Regions from separate parts of the Sus scrofa genome. Here region 2 is linked to region 1. Evidence: chromatin contacts called from public HiChIP or PLAC-seq data. All regions are on one chromosome and are shown on one strand. Each heading gives the region's core, a stretch centred on a gene start, on an enhancer-like site or on the middle of the called end of the contact. The rest is flanking DNA. Distances are from core to core; before and after follow the strand shown. Region 1 overlaps BCOR (BCL-6 corepressor). Region 2 overlaps BCOR (BCL-6 corepressor).

What was found. HiChIP or PLAC-seq counts read pairs in DNA pulled down with a chosen protein or histone mark.
Region 2: a contact with region 1 is called in an H3K27ac HiChIP or PLAC-seq map of skeletal muscle. The contact joins two enhancer-like sites. A contact is called at or near these places in 2 of 5 promoter capture datasets (fetal liver and liver), 22 of 47 Hi-C or Micro-C datasets (alveolar macrophages, blood, brain and 10 more) and 2 of 2 datasets of contacts at active chromatin or transcription factors (alveolar macrophages and skeletal muscle).

What each region holds. Positions count from the first base shown.
Region 1 is chrX:35,821,717-35,829,124 of Sscrofa11.1, reverse strand. All of the region lies in intron 1 of BCOR (BCL-6 corepressor), which reads left to right. Among named protein-coding and RNA genes, the nearest start is that of BCOR, 66 kb to the left of the region's middle. Within about 2 kb of position 3,939, at least 50 of the 83 cell types and tissues checked have an H3K27ac peak or open chromatin away from gene starts, as enhancers often do. A contact at or near this core is called in fetal liver, liver, retroperitoneal adipose tissue and 1 more, where this site is marked.
Region 2 is chrX:35,864,794-35,872,201 of Sscrofa11.1, reverse strand. The region is part of intron 1 of BCOR (BCL-6 corepressor); the gene reads left to right. Among named protein-coding and RNA genes, the nearest start is that of BCOR, 23 kb to the left of the region's middle. Within about 2 kb of position 3,656, at least 32 of the 83 cell types and tissues checked have an H3K27ac peak or open chromatin away from gene starts, as enhancers often do. A contact at or near this core is called in fetal liver, liver, retroperitoneal adipose tissue and 1 more, where this site is marked.

The sequences.
Region 1 (7,408 bases), core at 2,690-5,189:
GGAGAAGATAGAGTCCAGAAAGAGGCTCAGAGGCAGGATGAAAACCATGTGTGTGTGACATCTGGGACCCCAAGAGCCGTTCAAGAAGGGTGTGGTCAGGGGCGGGTGTCTAGTGCTTCCAAGGCTTAGGAAGGCCTGAACCCCCACGCCCCACCCCCTTCTCCAGCAACAAGGAGGTGAAGGTGATCTTGAGTCCTTTCTGCAAAATAGCCAGGGGAGGGTGGATGCTGAAGAGTGTGGATTGAAGAGTGTGATCAATGGTGTATCTTTTTTTTTTTTTTTTTTTTTTTATGGCCAAACCCACGGCATATGGACGTTCCCAGGCTAGGGGTCCAATCAGAGCTGCAGCCGCCGGCCTACACCACAGCCACAACAATGCAGGATCTGAGCCGCGTCTGCCACCTACACCACAGCTCACGGCAACACCGGGTCCTTAATCCACTGAGCGAGGCCAGGGATCGAACCTGCAACCTCATGGTTCCTAGTTGGATTTGTTTCCGCTACGCCACGCCAGGAACTCTTTTTTTTTTTTTTTTTTTTTTTTTTTTTTTTTTTGTCTTTTTTAGGGCTGCACCCATGGCATATGGAAGTTCCCAGTCTAGGGATTGAACTAGAGCTGCAGCTGCCAGCCTGCACCACAGCCACAGCAGTGCCAGATCCCTAACGCACTGAGCAAAGCCAGGGATCGAACCCCAGTCCTCATGGATATTAGTCGGGTTCGTTACCACTGAGCCATGGTGGGGACTCCTAAATGCTGTATCTATATAGTGCAGTTCCAGGAGCCTTGGCAAAGACAGAGCCCATCTCCAAGTGCTGAAACAGAAAGTGATCAGTAAGATGTAGCAGTTTCATAGGTGAAGTAAGGAAGGACTTGTGCTGTGGTGTGTTTCCATTTCTGAAGATAAAGTGTGGGGGGGGTGCTCCCCAGCAGAGTTGAAATGTTTCATGCACCTACAAATATGTGTCTGTATCCCCCCTACTTGTTTTTTACACAAACTGTAACATACTCAAATTGTAACATGCTCTACATCCGGTGTGTTGTTTTTCAGTAACAGTAGACTTTAGGGCTTTTTCCTCATCAATGCTACAAAGCAGTTCTTCTTTAGTTTTAAATAGCTACAGAAGATTCCTGTTGTATGCCTGGACCATACCTATCACTGCTGGACATTTAGGTGGTTTCTAACCTTCCGCTGTTACAAACAAAGCTGCAGTTTATCCCCGTATCTTAGAAGGATATCAAAACTAGCTGATTTTGGAGTTCCCGTTGTGGCTCAGGGGAAGGGAATCTGACTAGCAGATTCCATGAGGACGCAGGTTCCATCCCTGGCCTCGCTCAGTGGGTTAAGGATCCGGCGTTGCCGTGAGCTGTGGTGTAGGTGGCAGACGCGGCTCGGTCCTGCGTTGCTGTGGCTGTGGTGTAGGCTGGCAGCTACAGCTCTGATTCGACCCCTAGCCTGGGAACCTCCCTATGCCGCAGGTACGGCCCTTTAAAAACAAAACAAAACAAAACAAAACTGATTTTTAGAGTGCAGACAAGGTAAGGAAATGGAAATACTACATGGATGTAGACGCCTCTTTTGAGAAGTACAGCTGTGCTGGAGAACAGATAAATAGGGAGCTGGAGAAGGAGAGGTAGGGTCAAGGAAGGGCATTCTAAAGACGGGAGATGCTTCAAGGGAATGAATAGAACAGGGTAATTCAATAAAGAGTGCATGGGGGTGGGGGAGGGAGGCAGCCAGGAAGAGCCTCTGCCAGTGATATTTTAGCAGGTGTAGGAGGATGTCTTAAAATGGTACGAGGCCCTGTGCTGAGTGCTATGGGAACAGCAGGTTGAATGGATAGGCACAGGCCTTCAGGAAGGTTCCACTCCAGCAGGGAAGCTACTATGTTGCCCAAATCAGTTGCAACATTGCTAGAAAGTGGTTGATTCTGTTACTGAGGTACAAAGATCTACAAACATCCCACTGGGGTGCCTGCTGGTGGAGTTTGCTCACATTTCCAGTGATTCCCTGGGTTTCTGATAAACCATTAGCTGGGGGAGAGGAAAATGATATTTTGCCTGAAATTTGTGGGTTTTCCCATAGGGATTAAATGGCATGCCTGCCCTAGAAGGCTTTTTTAAAAAGCGGGAATAAATAAATAAAAATCCCAAGAAGAATTTATATTCCTGATGGCTTTGCTGATGGTCGTGTAAATTGTATATTTAATCAAAGGCACTCGAATGTCTCTCTCTCTCTCTTTTTAACTATTGAAGAGCCATTTAAATGTCAACATAAGTGATTCCCTCCCAAATAGTGCTGTTTATACATTACTTCCCCTAATAGACCATAATGATTCATAAGGAGGCATTTCGCGCCTCTAAATTGTAGGCCTATTGAAATATAAATTAAGATGATAAATAATTTGACCTTACCTGAGAGTACTAAGTATTTACATGTGTCAAATACGAAATTACCCTGAATATCAGGGTCCCTAAAAAGGAAGCCTTCTTCTTCTGGCTGCATGCAATAAATGAAACGGGTTTAGACATTTCCTTTCAGAATGTGGAGGAAAGAGAGGGGCAGACACAAAAGAACGCGCCCGGGACCCGGCCGTCCCCGCCCCCCAGACTTCGCCTTGGGCTGGGGGGGGGGCGCCGGACTCCCTCCCCCGGAGTGAAAGGCGGGTGCCGGCCGCCCCGGCACACCCCGCGCGCCCTCCTCTCCCCCTCCTCCCGCAACGCCGCCGGAGTTGCTAAACATGGAGTTTCTACAGGAACTTTGCCAGGCCGAGCTCGCCGCCCTCCCGGGTCCCCGCAGCGGGATTCACCGAGTCGGCGGCGCCGCGCGGCCTCCCCGCCCCCCACGCGCCTCCGGGGAGCCGCTGACCCGGCGGCCCCCGGCTTCGCGAAAGGCGTTCGGCCAGGCTCAGAAGCCGAGAAGGCGCGGAGCCTCCCGGTCTCCGCGGCCGCCCCTGCCCGGGCCCCGGAGGTGGCAGCTGGGAGCCCTCGGCGGGGCCCGAGCCCAGCCCGCCTTCCAGGCCTGTTTGTTGGCGGCCGCCAGCGCTCGGGGCCCGGGGCTCGGCGAGCTCTCCACTCTCCTGGCCGGGGCCGACCCGCGGGGGTCGCCGAAGCGGCGGAGCAGCGCAGGCCGCGGCGGGCCCAGGCTGGGTGCCTTGGTCGCTCGCGCCGGGTTTTTGTTTTGTTTTGAAGCCCGGCGTGGGGGAGGGGCAGCACCTTGTCAATGAGAAATTTCCTGTTCGCAAGACTCCGCTTGCAGAGTTTCTGTCCTGCCCTTGAACTGACAAGTGGATCTCCGCAGCGCGAGCCCCCGGGAGTCCATCCAGGCGCGCCGGGCGTGCGCGGGGGTGGGGGCGGGGGCACCCGCGCCGCGGCGCCGAGCCCCCCGGGAGCCCGGCGGAGCGGGGCCGACGCCTGCCCTCCCGGTTCCCGGGCGCACCCGTGAGCGCCCAGCCGAGCAGTGACTAATCTGCGGCTCCGGGCCTCTTGGCGCGCAGCCCGGGCTCGCCTCCCGCCCCCTTGTTCCTCCCCCTCCCTGCCGTCCTCCCGGCCCCGCCGCGCCGAGCTCCGAGGAGAGAATCGCGCGGGCCGCCGCCGCGCTCCCAGGAGTGTGGGAAGCGGGTCGAAGCAGGCGGCTCCCTCGCCGTCTCTCCAGTCGCCCTTCTTCTACCCAGGCCCGAGCGCGCGTGTGTGTTTCTTTCCCCGTAAGCACTTTGATCAGCGTTTCCTCAGCGCTGCCGAGGAGCCAGTGCGAACCGGAGCTTTTAACCCCCTGCGTGCCGCCCCACGGTGTGCTCCGTGGGGAGGGCGCCGTAGGGAGACTAGTCGACAGGGGCGCGATCGGTTTGGCTTGGCAAGCCGGAGTCTGGAGGAGCCCGACCGGATCAGAGAAGCCTGCCCAAGTGCGGCAGGCTCTCCTGGGGAGAGCAGGCCCCGAGGCCCGGGGCGGCTCGTTAATGTTCCAGCCTGCCCGGGGGCCGCACAGTAACCCGACCTGCCAGGCGAGGCGAGGTGCGGGCTTGAAAGGCCCGGCAGGCGGAGGCTTCTGGAGGGGCTCTTGAGGCCCTGAGGGGACCCACTTTCACGCACCCTGTCCCCTGGAGCGTGGACGGTTCCCGACCCAGGGTGGGGGCCTCGCGCTCGCCCCGCAGACTCGGCTCTGGCCGCCGCTCCCTCCCCTGGCCAGGCCTCGCCGGGGAGTTAATGATTGATTTACTGGCTCCGCGCGGCCGGCGCCCTCCCAGCTATTTGTCGAAGCTGAGGAGTTGCTGGCGAGCAGCGCAAAGGCCGGGAGAGCGGGGTTCGCCCGGGAAGGGAAGCCGAGCTGCCGACGGGAACGGGCGGCCACTCGATTAGCCCCCACTGAGCGGCTCTAGCCTTGTCCAGGGCGAACCTGCTGGAGGCCCGGGCCCGGCGAAGGGAGCATTGGGAAGCGCCACACGTAAACGGGTTGGCAGCTGGTGATTAGGCCGCCCGGTTTTATGAGTCATAATGGGTCGCCCGCCTGGCCCTCAACCTGCTCGCTGTGGACTCGGCTCGCCGGGGTCCAGGCGGTGGACCGTTCCAGGCCGTGCAGAGGGGGATGCTCTGTAGGGCGCCGGCCGCTCTAGGCGTTGCGCAGGATTTCCTCTCATTTCTCGCAGAAGGCAACACAAACACCCTAAATCAAACCGCTCCGACAACCGAGGGCTCCACACAGACACATCAATAAGGATTTCGCCTCCCGCGTTCGAACGCACTGAAACACTTGTCCTATTTTTATGCAAATGACACCACACAAATAGATCTCGCAGGCCCGGGAGTGGGGCGAGAGGAGGAGGGGCGCCGTCGCCCCAGCCTGGGGGCTGCGAAGGGGGAGGAAGTCCCAAGCCAGCACCCCGGGGCCCGCGCCGGCTTGGGCGCAGCGGGGCTGGTACTGGCCAGGCGGCCCGCCCCGCGCACAGTGGCTCTCTGCCAGCCCCGCCAAGTCGGCCGCGTCCCCAGGCTGCCTGCAGAGGCGGATTAGGGAAAGGAGCGAAGCGAGCCTGTGACTAATCGCGGGGCCTCGGACCGAAGCACCAAGGCCATGTGCGACTGACAGGATCGACACTAGCAGAGGACACGGCGACGCCTCGCTTAATTGCAGGCTTAAAAAATTGCCGCCTGAGCAGCTCCATTGCGGAGCCATGGCGTGCGCTCTGGGCTGGGGAGCGCGCCAGGGGGACCTGCGCTCTCACCCGTGGGAGGGAGGTTTGGCATCTCCTGCATCGAGGGACCTGGCTCTCTCGGCCTGCCCCCACTCTGCAGGGTCCCCCCACCCTGCTTGCGGGACTGAGTGTAGCTGAGCCGACCAGTAGAGTAGGATCCAGCTTCCAGGCCTAGATTTCTGACCCTTCCCCCCCCTGGGGCCCACGTTCCGCCTTTTCACCCTATAAAGGAGGCTATACAGTTGGAGGTGAGCGATTCCAACAAACCCTTCGTATAAAACCCACACACGTGAACCACTCTCTTCTCTTCCCTCCCTTTCCTTCTCCACAGGCTGATACAAAGCCCCGAATGACCAAAGGGAGGGAGAAGCAAGTCGGGCAGGGCTTCAAGGAGCGGCGTCACCGAGTACCAAAACCTAGAGGCCCACAGACACGCACCCTAGGCGCTTCACCCCTGGTCACCACAGTGCCTCTAACCCAGACCTCCTTCCTGGAGCGCTGAGGCCTCTCGGGGGAGAAGGGGGGGAAGCTTCGGCAGGCCGACTGGCCTGTGTTTGAGGGGAGGGTGGAGGGTGGAGGGTGGAAGGCGGGGTGGCGGGGAACCCAGCGAGAGAAGTTTCCACCACGCTCTGGTCGGCTGTTGCCAAAATCCCCGGGCCCCTCCCCCGCCCGCACCGCCTTCCGTTGCCACCACAAGTTTGGTTTCACGAGAGCTCGGGACAAAAGCAAACGTTTTCTATAGACCCCGAAAACAAAGGGGAAAGAGACGCGCGGGGCGGCCGAGAAGCGGCTGCTAGCGTAATGGTGCCGGGCGGACAGCAGAGCATTAGAACTGCAAAAGCCGCGCGGGCGGGAGGAAGTGCGAGGCGGGAGGCGGGAGCGCGGGGAGGGCGGGCGGGGGAGGGGCGCTGCGCCATGTTTCCGTGTCACCCGCCGAGTCGCCGGAGCTGGGCTCGGCCGCCGGCTCCCGCCTGCCTCCCTAACAGCAGAAAGCGTGCGATTAGCAGCCAGACAGGCGGGGACTCCGGGCCCGCGGGGCCGCCGCACACGCCGCCCGCGGCCCGGGCCCGCGCCCCCCCGCCCGCCGGGTAATCATCCTCCTCGCTGCAGCGCTGTGTGCACTCTCATTAGAGCAGGGAGGCTTTTCTCTGCGCACTCGCTCGGCTCCCGCTGGCAAAACAACGCCTTCCCCGGCCGGGCCCAGGGCCAGGAGCGCCGGGGAGGGCGGGACGGGGGAGGGGGGAGTGAGGCCGGGCCAGCAGCGCAGGTCATCTCGGCCGCCCGACCTCCTCGGGGCACGGAGGAGATGGGGAGGGTCCAGTAGCCCTCCCCACGCGGAGTGGCAAAGTCCGAACCCCGTACCGGTGCCGCCATGACCTACTCTCGTCCCCCGCCGGAGGCTAGAGTGGGGGCCAAGGGGAGATGAGTGTGTCTGGTTTGGAGAGCGGGGGCGGACACCGGGCAGGCTCCCAAAACAGGTTTTGCCCCATCTGTCTTGCGAACCACCTCTTAAGACCAGGCAGAAGCCGGACCCCAGGGGTGGCAGCCCTTCGACCCTCGGGGAGACCTGAGTCCCCAAGCTTCGGGCTTGATCGTACAGAGAGGGTGGGAGATGGGGGCGACCGAGGCGCGGCTGCGCCTGGCCCTGAGCGTCGGAGCCCCATTTTCTGCTCCGCGATCTCTGCACACAACAGTAGGCAGTCTCTCCCGGCACCACGCGCCCAGCTGCAGGGCCCGGGAGCAGGTGTTCCTGCCCGGCCGGAGTGGCGGCTCCGCGCCCCTCCCGTCCCAGCTGCGGGGGGAGCCGCGCTGATGGCGGTAATAGAGGGAGGTCTCGCTGGACCGCGAAAAGGGTCCTCCGGGCTTAAATGGGGATGCCCCAGGACGAGGGCGGCCGCCTGGGACCTGGAGGGATCGAGGTGACGCGCGGCCAGCCCTCGTCTGGAGCAGCCCGGGGCGCGGGGCGGGGGGGGGGGCAGCGGAGGCCACTTGGGGCGGCGCAAGGGCTTCCGGTCCCGGTGACTGCGGCGGCCGCGGCGGCGGGGCGGCTGGGAAGTTCCCGGGGCGGCCGCGAGGAGCACCCTCCCCTGGTTACCGCCGCCGCGCAGCTTTCGGAGCGGCGCCCTACGAGCCTCTCGGTGTCTGGCAGCGCCGCTCTCGGCTGGCGCGGGGATGGAGGCTGCGGGGTGGTCCCGACCCGCTCCCCCCTCTCCCCGCGGGGAGG
Region 2 (7,408 bases), core at 2,407-4,906, 43 kb before region 1:
GGGGCTAAGTACAGTCTTCTCCAATCCACTTCCCTTAAAGAGGGGTAACTTTAACATCCTCTCCTGCCCCCCAAAGCGACTCAGAGACCCCCGAACGGCGGCGGGGGCAGTGCCGCGGGCCTCGCCCCCGGGGAGGACAGCAGCCCAAACTCCCAGCTGCGTGACAGGCCGCTGGGCCGCTGGGCGCGGGAGCGGTGACAACGCGTGGCCCGTTGCAGGAGCCCGGGAACACGAGGTCGTTTCCAGGGATTCAAATCCGCGCCGGCCTAGCGGCCAGGGGCGACTACGGGCCGCGCTTTGACCAGGCACGGCCGCCCCGGGCCAGGGGTCAGCCGTGACCCGCTGCGCCGAGGGGCGCCGGGAAGGCCCGCGAGGCCGCCTCGGGCCGGCCTGCGGCTCTGCGGTCCCACCGCCGGGGGCAGCGCCGCCCGCGCCAAGATGGCGGCCGGCGTGCAGCCCGCGCCCGGGGGAGAGGCGGGCGCAGCCCCCGGGAGCCGGCGTGCGTGGCCGGGGCCCCCAGCGGGAAGGCCGCTCCTCCGGGGCCCACGGGACCCCCGGGGACCCAGGCCTGCCCCTTCCCCAGACAGGCTCCCTTCCCGGCGCCCTACCTGGACGGGCCCTGAAGGGATGCGCTGTCGCCCAACTCCCCCTGCCTCGGGTTGGCGGGCTGGCCCTGGCTGAGATGAGGGCTGCGCGAAGGACGGCTGCCGGTCTAGAAACGGTGGACAGAGAACCAATGGGCAGCACCCGGCGCGGGCCTCACACCCAGGCCATTTCCTCCCACCCCGGCAGCTCGCGGGCAAGCCGTGGGACACGTTTGGTGCACAGCTGCACACGCAATACCCGTGACTGCAGGTCGCGGGGCGTGCCCTGTTAAGATGCAGGGCCCAGAGCTCTAGAAATCCAGAATGTCTTGGAAACTCGGGTGCATCTGGTTGGGAAGTCCATAATATTATCTAGGAAAGGCTACAGAATGTGTGCCGCCCATCACATTTGCTGTGACATCGGTATGCGCACTGTGTAGGCTGCCTCCCTCTTAGGACACTCCAAAACCTGAGGTCCAATTTACCAGAAATGGCATTGATGAATGCGGTGCATTCTGAGTGATCTCGCCTCGGGCTCAGGTTGGGAGGTCAGAAAGGCCACTCTAGGGAGTAGCTGATGCAGGTAGAATCACAAAGGTAGGAATGGGAGAAGTACTCGGAAAAGCTTCCCATTGCCCTGTGTAAACTGCGGGCTGACACCTCCCACTGGTTCAAGGTTCCATCCAAAGTTTGCATGTGGCTTATCAGCTCAGCGTGAGAAGCTGAATGTGAACTTTTTGGTTTTGTTTTGGTGAAATAAAGTCATTCTGCATAACGTTTGCACCAGCTTGTTATTCTCATGGAGAAGCACTTCTGCTTCTCCACCCACCCAGGCAGCAGCCACACCAGCCTTTCTTTGCTTCTTCAGCTCCTCTATTAATTACCTCTCTCTTGCCTCAGTTTAGGCAGCCCCCGGTGCTTTGTTCAAGTACAGCAATAAACCCAAGACTGGGCCTAATCCTCCCTGGTCCTGACCTTCCTTCTAGAGGGCCTGGTGCCTGGTGGGGCCTCCTGCCCTCCCCTAACTGATTAGGGCCAAGGATGCCGCTTGTTGTGTTTGTGTGTGGTTTTTTTCCTCCCCTCGGCACACTTGTTGGTACTTTTCAGACAAATGGCTTCACAAAAAAAAAAAAAAAAATTGTATACGAGCAAAACTTCAAAGCGGTCCTTTGGAGTCAGGCCTGCACAAGCTGGGGGTCATCCTGCCGAGGAGCCAACTATCTGATTTCTGAACGGTAGCCGCGCCAACGGGTTACTGCTATCCGAATTCCTCTAGTAGCGCCAGCTTGAGTGGCCTGGGCGCACCCACCCGCAGCCCTGTCCAGCCCCCCGTGCCCTTTCCGGGAGGCGCAGTAACCATAAATGGTGCGACAGGCGGCCGGCCGAGCTGGTTCGGTGACGACTCCCTGGAGACCGCCGCCTCGAGCGGCAGGCCCCATCTGCAGTGCAGCTGAACGAGTTAAGCTGCCCCAAGTGTGAGCAGCCCGGGGTGGGGCCTGGACGAGAGAGAACCAACGGGAGCTCTGAGCAGCCTCGGCCTGCGGATCCCCCAATTACAGAACTGGAGGAGCCTGCCTGACTCCCCTTCTCTCGAAGGGATGCATGAGAGGCTTGCGATGGGGCCCGGGCGAGGCTGCGCTGGGGACCTTGGAGTTGCAAGGGGGATGCACCTTCCAGAGCCCCTAGGCGAGTAAGGAGCTTCTGCACTGAACTAGCAGTGAAAAGCTGCAGCACCCGACCCTCAGTCTCCTGCGGCCGAGATGAGCCTATGATACTGGCAGGCAAGGGAAGGCGGCTCTCTGCGCAGCCTCAGGTGCGCTAAGGTTAACTCGCTACCTCCGGGACAGCCCGCCCGGCAGAGCGGCCTCTGCCCTCCGCCCTCGGGCGCCGGCGGGATCCTGGGCAGCACCGGCCACCGCCCCGAGACTGCTGGGCTCAGCCCAGCGCAGCTCCGCCACGGCCTCACAAAGGCCCTGTGCGGCTGCAGCACACGAGGAGCGGCCACGACTCTCAGATCTTTAATTACGCCCCTACCCTTCCCCCCACCCCATTGCCGGCTTCCAGCCCTTTAATCAATTTCACGATATTAAATATTAATTTCCCGCCAGCCAGGCTTTCTCGAAGGAGGGGGAGGGGACGGGCAGGGCAGATCCGAGGAAGGGACGGCTTTGTAGGGTGTGACCGGGATAGTAGGGCGTGCTGGCTCCTAAGTGACCTGCGCGAGGAACTCGGAGCCACCGTGTCTGTGCTTTGCGGCTGGGGAACTTGGAGAGTTATGAACGCCGGGTGCAGACCTCCGGGAGGGGCAGCTAGGTGCGCCGAGAGCCCAAGTGCGCAGGGCGACAGCCTTCTGTTCCGCACCCCCGCCCCCCCGCCCAAGCCCCGAGTGAGCCTCACGCGGCCCCGCGGCGCGCAGCGATGATGGATCGCGCCTGGCGGGGGTGATTTGGTGTTGATCGCACATTATCACTGGCAGGTTGGACTGGTTGCTGATGGACGACTTCTAGCGGCGGCAGCAGCAGCGTCTTCAGACACCGCGCGGGGACTTGCTTGCTCTGCGAGGGTCTCTCATTCCCTCCCCGCCCCACTTTCCAGAGACAGGAGGACCTGAGAGTCCGAGTGGGGTCTTCCAGCACCCAGGGCCGCCAGCCCCCGTCCGGGTCCTGGTGTGGGCCGAAGGCCGGGCGAGGAGGGGGGCCAGGACGCCTCTCCCACTTCCTCCCATTCCTCCTTCTCTTGCCGCCTGCCCCCCCTCTTCCTTCCGGCTTCCCCATCGTAACCAAGAGGGTCTGGGTCACTCCCCGTGTGGTTTCCCCGCCGCCCGGTCCAGGCCATGGTGGGGGGCGGGCCGAGCTCCCCCGCCCCACGGCCCCCGCCCCTCTCCCGGGGCTCGCAGCATCGCCGCGCTGCGGTGCGCCCCTCCTCGCCTCTTTTTCTAAAGTGCCTGCAGATACAAAAGCGGTTTCGTAATGCCTTCCGTCTGCGAGAGCCGGAGGACCTTGGCTGACCTTTCGGAAACTGATTGCAACTGCCTGTTAACAGCCCGTACTGACCGCACCGAGCGGAGCGGAGGACAATCATTTAAGTGACAGACGGCGAGGTGGCCTCGGCTCAGTCGAGCGGCCTGGTTAAGCCCGCCCCGCCCCTCCCCCCCGAGTCCCCCCTCCTTCCAGCCCCGGGCGCACTGCGGGCTGTGGCGGGCGCTCCGGCGGGCGGGGAGGGCGCGCCGCGCGCGCGTGTGTGTGACTCTGTGTGTGTGTGTGTGTGTGTGTGTGTGTGTGTGTGTGTGCGCGCGCGCGCGCGTGTGTCCGCGATTACCGGCCGACGGGTTAACCCTTAGCCGAGCGGCCGGCCCCTTTGAGACCGGACGCTGCTGGCTTAATCTGCCATCTGCAAAAGAGGAATAAAAGGGCCGCCTCCGCCGACTTTCCCTAATGGGTAAACTGTCCCCTCTCAGCGTGACCGGGGCTGCGTCCCTGCTGCTGCCGAGGAAAGATCCCGACCCTCGGCTCTTCCGGCAAGTCTCCGAGCCCCCTCCCTGCGCCCCCTCCCTCTCCCGCACACAGACACGGACACAGGGGACAGCGCGAGGAGTCCAAGAGCTCGGAGAGACTCTCGGTGCAGTGGACGTGGGTGTTCCCGGTGTTTTCTGTTTTGGGAACTGGAGAAAGGTGGAGGGTGGGCCCGCACTGGGTAAGCGAGGTGGGGGAGGGGAGGCTGGTGACAGGGCACCTCGGGCTGCGCTCGCTCCCTCTCTCGGGAGAGATCGCCAGCTGCTCTCCAACAGGCAGCGCCCTGAAATCTATTTAAAGAGAGGGAAAGGGGAGGAGAACAAAGGGGGAGGAGGGGGGCGGCGAGCGGAGCCTGGGCGAGAGCGAGCGAGCAGGGAGGATCCGCCGCTCCGCGGGCACATCAAGCGCTCACATCTGTACACTCCGCGATCGATGGGGAGAATGGATAATATTTGTCAGCTGCAGACCTTTCTCTTCCCGGTTCCCGGGGAGGGGAGGGGGCGAGGGAGGGGGAGGGGCGGGCAGACCAGGCGAGAGAGGCCGCCTCAAGGACAGCGCGCTTCCCGCTGCAGCCACACGGAAACCCAGAGCCATGAAAGCCCGGGGATTTTTCTCTTATTATCATTATTAATTATTTTTTATTATTCCACAGCAGCCAGCGAACGCTCGGAGGCGCCCCTCCCCCGCTCGCCCGCCGCCTCCCTTTGTTGATTCTCAGCTGCGAGCGCGGCGGGCCCGAGCCGCCGCCGCCGCCGCCGCCGCCGCCGCCGCCGCCGAGCATGATCTGCTCTTGCGCCCTCGGTCGCAGCTGCGGCCCAGGAAGCCGGGGCTGCGTCCCCGCCCCCCACCCCCCATGGCGCGGCAGCCCCCCTTCCGCGCCCCTGCACCCCCCCTCCCTGCCTCCCGCCACGAGGCCAGCCCAGCCTCTTCGATGCTTCTCGCTGCGTCTCCGCATCCCCAACGCCGAGCTGAGGCGCTGGCTGCTGCCGCCCCAAGCCTCTGGCCGCGCGGGGGCCTTCGCCACCCCACCCCACCCCCAGCCCGCGGCGGCTGCACTCTGATGCCGCCGTCCTCACACATGGTCTTCATTTCGCACACTAGCGGCGTGCTTCCTCTCGGCTCCTCTCCTCGGGGCTTTTCGGAGCGAGGAGGGAGGTTTAAAGGAAGTTGGAAACCCAGCGAGCCCAAGGGAAAGGGGGAAAACCCTCGCTGTCGGTCTGAGCTTCCGAGGCGGAGGGGAGCGCCCCAAGGAGGGTGGGGCAGAGCTTGGGTGCCCTCCCCTTCCTTAGGTGCGGGGAAGGGCCAAGTGAGGGGTAGTAGCCGGGGAGGACAGGGAGCTGGAGAGCGAGCGAGCTCTGTGTCTGCTTTCGCTTGTCCCCTCGCCCGCTCGCACCGGCCAGGGCAGAAGTGACCCGCCCTCTCGCAAAGGCACAGCGGGTCTGGGAGCCGATCGGATTAGCGGTCATCAAATGAGACCAAAGACACTTCAGACTGTCCCCCCCATCTTCCGCTCAGGGGAGCTCCCTGGGCCTTTGCCCCCTCTTTCCTCCAAGACTGAAAGCCCGGAGCCGACGCCCCACAGGCCTGGGGTCCGGGCTCACTTTAGTGGGGGGGGGGCAGTGCAGAAAGTTCTAGTAGGGGTTTACTTGTAGCTTTGCGCCCCCACCCCCGCTGTCCTTCTGCGATTCCGGGTCAGCCTGCGGCGGCGTCCCCGACTGCTCCGCGGTCCTGGGCAGGGCAGGAAGCTGGCACGGCCGCGGGCTGGGCCGGCGCCACTTGGCCGGGCGGCTGCTCGCTGGAACTCGCGCGGCACCTTCGCGCCGAGTCGGGTTCCCGGGTCTCCCGCCCGGTCACCCTGAGTGGCTCCCCCGCCCCCCCGCAACTCCGTCGGTCGTCCTCCCTCCGGAGTCGCCCTGTCTCTGCCCGCCCTCTCAGCTTTTCCCCTCCTCGGTCTGTCTTAGGAGCCCCGTAGCGCAGTCAACCGCCCTTCCCGAGATTCAAAAAGAAGTTTTGTGTTTCCCCGGGGGCAGCAGCCTAATGCTTCCCTTGTTTTCCGGAACAAAGCAGACATTCAGTGGGGAGGGGGCAGGCGCTGACTCCTTCCCCTCCCCGCAGCACCCCGCACCCCTGCAGGTTCAGAACGCTCGCTCCCGGGCCCCGGGCGTGGGGTGGGGGCCCTCTCTCCCCAGGCTGGGCTTCAAAGGCCTCGCCCCCCGCGCCGCCCCACCCCACCCCCCTCAGCCTCTGCCGGGAGCCGGAGAGAAGGCGACAGGGTGTTTGGGTGAGGTTCCCAGCCCGGGCGGGGAGGGCGCGCACGCAGCTGTTTACAGTGTGCCCGTGCTGCTGGAAGCTCAGCCGCTGCCGCCTGACAGCGTGGGGCACCCGCGGGCTGCCAGCTCAGAGGAGGCGCGGAGCCGCGAGCCCTCCGGCACTCGGCCCGAGGCCTCGGCAGCCCCGGGGCCAGGGCGCGCGGGGAAGCTCGAAGTCTCCGATCGCTCGTTGCTCTTTCTAGCCCACAGACCGTCACCCCCTCCTCTCCAACAATGGTCTGAATCCCGTGGTGTATCAAAGGATCCGGGGCGCGGGGGGGGCGGGGGGGAGTGAAGAGCTCACTAGGGGCGCTCAGAGCAGGTTTTGCGCCAGGGTTCTGGGCAGCCCTTTCCCCCGCCAGGGGTAAGTTCTCCCGCCGGAGCGAGCACAGCACACCACTCTTGCAACTCGGAGATGCTTCTCCCTCCGGGACAGCTGCCCCTGCCCACCCTGCCCGATGGGCTTCCCCTCAACCCCACCCCCGAGGGGACCACTGCACTAGCTGTGCCCACGCGCGCTAAGCCTTGTCCGCGCAGCGCAGCCTTAGATCCCGCTCCAGTTCTTCCCCTCTCCTGGGCCTGTGGCCGGCCCCCGGCGCCTCCAGCGCGGTCTGAAACTTGATCCCGTGTCGGAAGGACAGTGTGTAAACACCAGGCGCGCTCCGAGAGCCCGCGGGAGGGGCCGGGCGAGGGCCGCCCGGGCAGCTCCGAGGCCCCCGCGCCCCCGCCCGCCTGCTCGCCCCGGGCACGATCGGCGGGGCCGCCGCCTCGCTCTCTGCCTTCCCAGTTGGCTCAGCTAATTGGAGCCGCCGCCGCCGCCGCCACCGCGGCGGCCTCTTGTTGAATTTTCTAGATCGCGACCGTTCAGTCGTGGCTGCTTGCGGCTCCCCTCCCCCTCCCACAGCTGTTATCTCTACGGGCAACTTGTTGGTGGTGGGGGCCGTCCCTCCACTGACCCTGGCCTCAAGCTCGGGGTTCACCCCGGCACTTTGGGGGTGTGTTT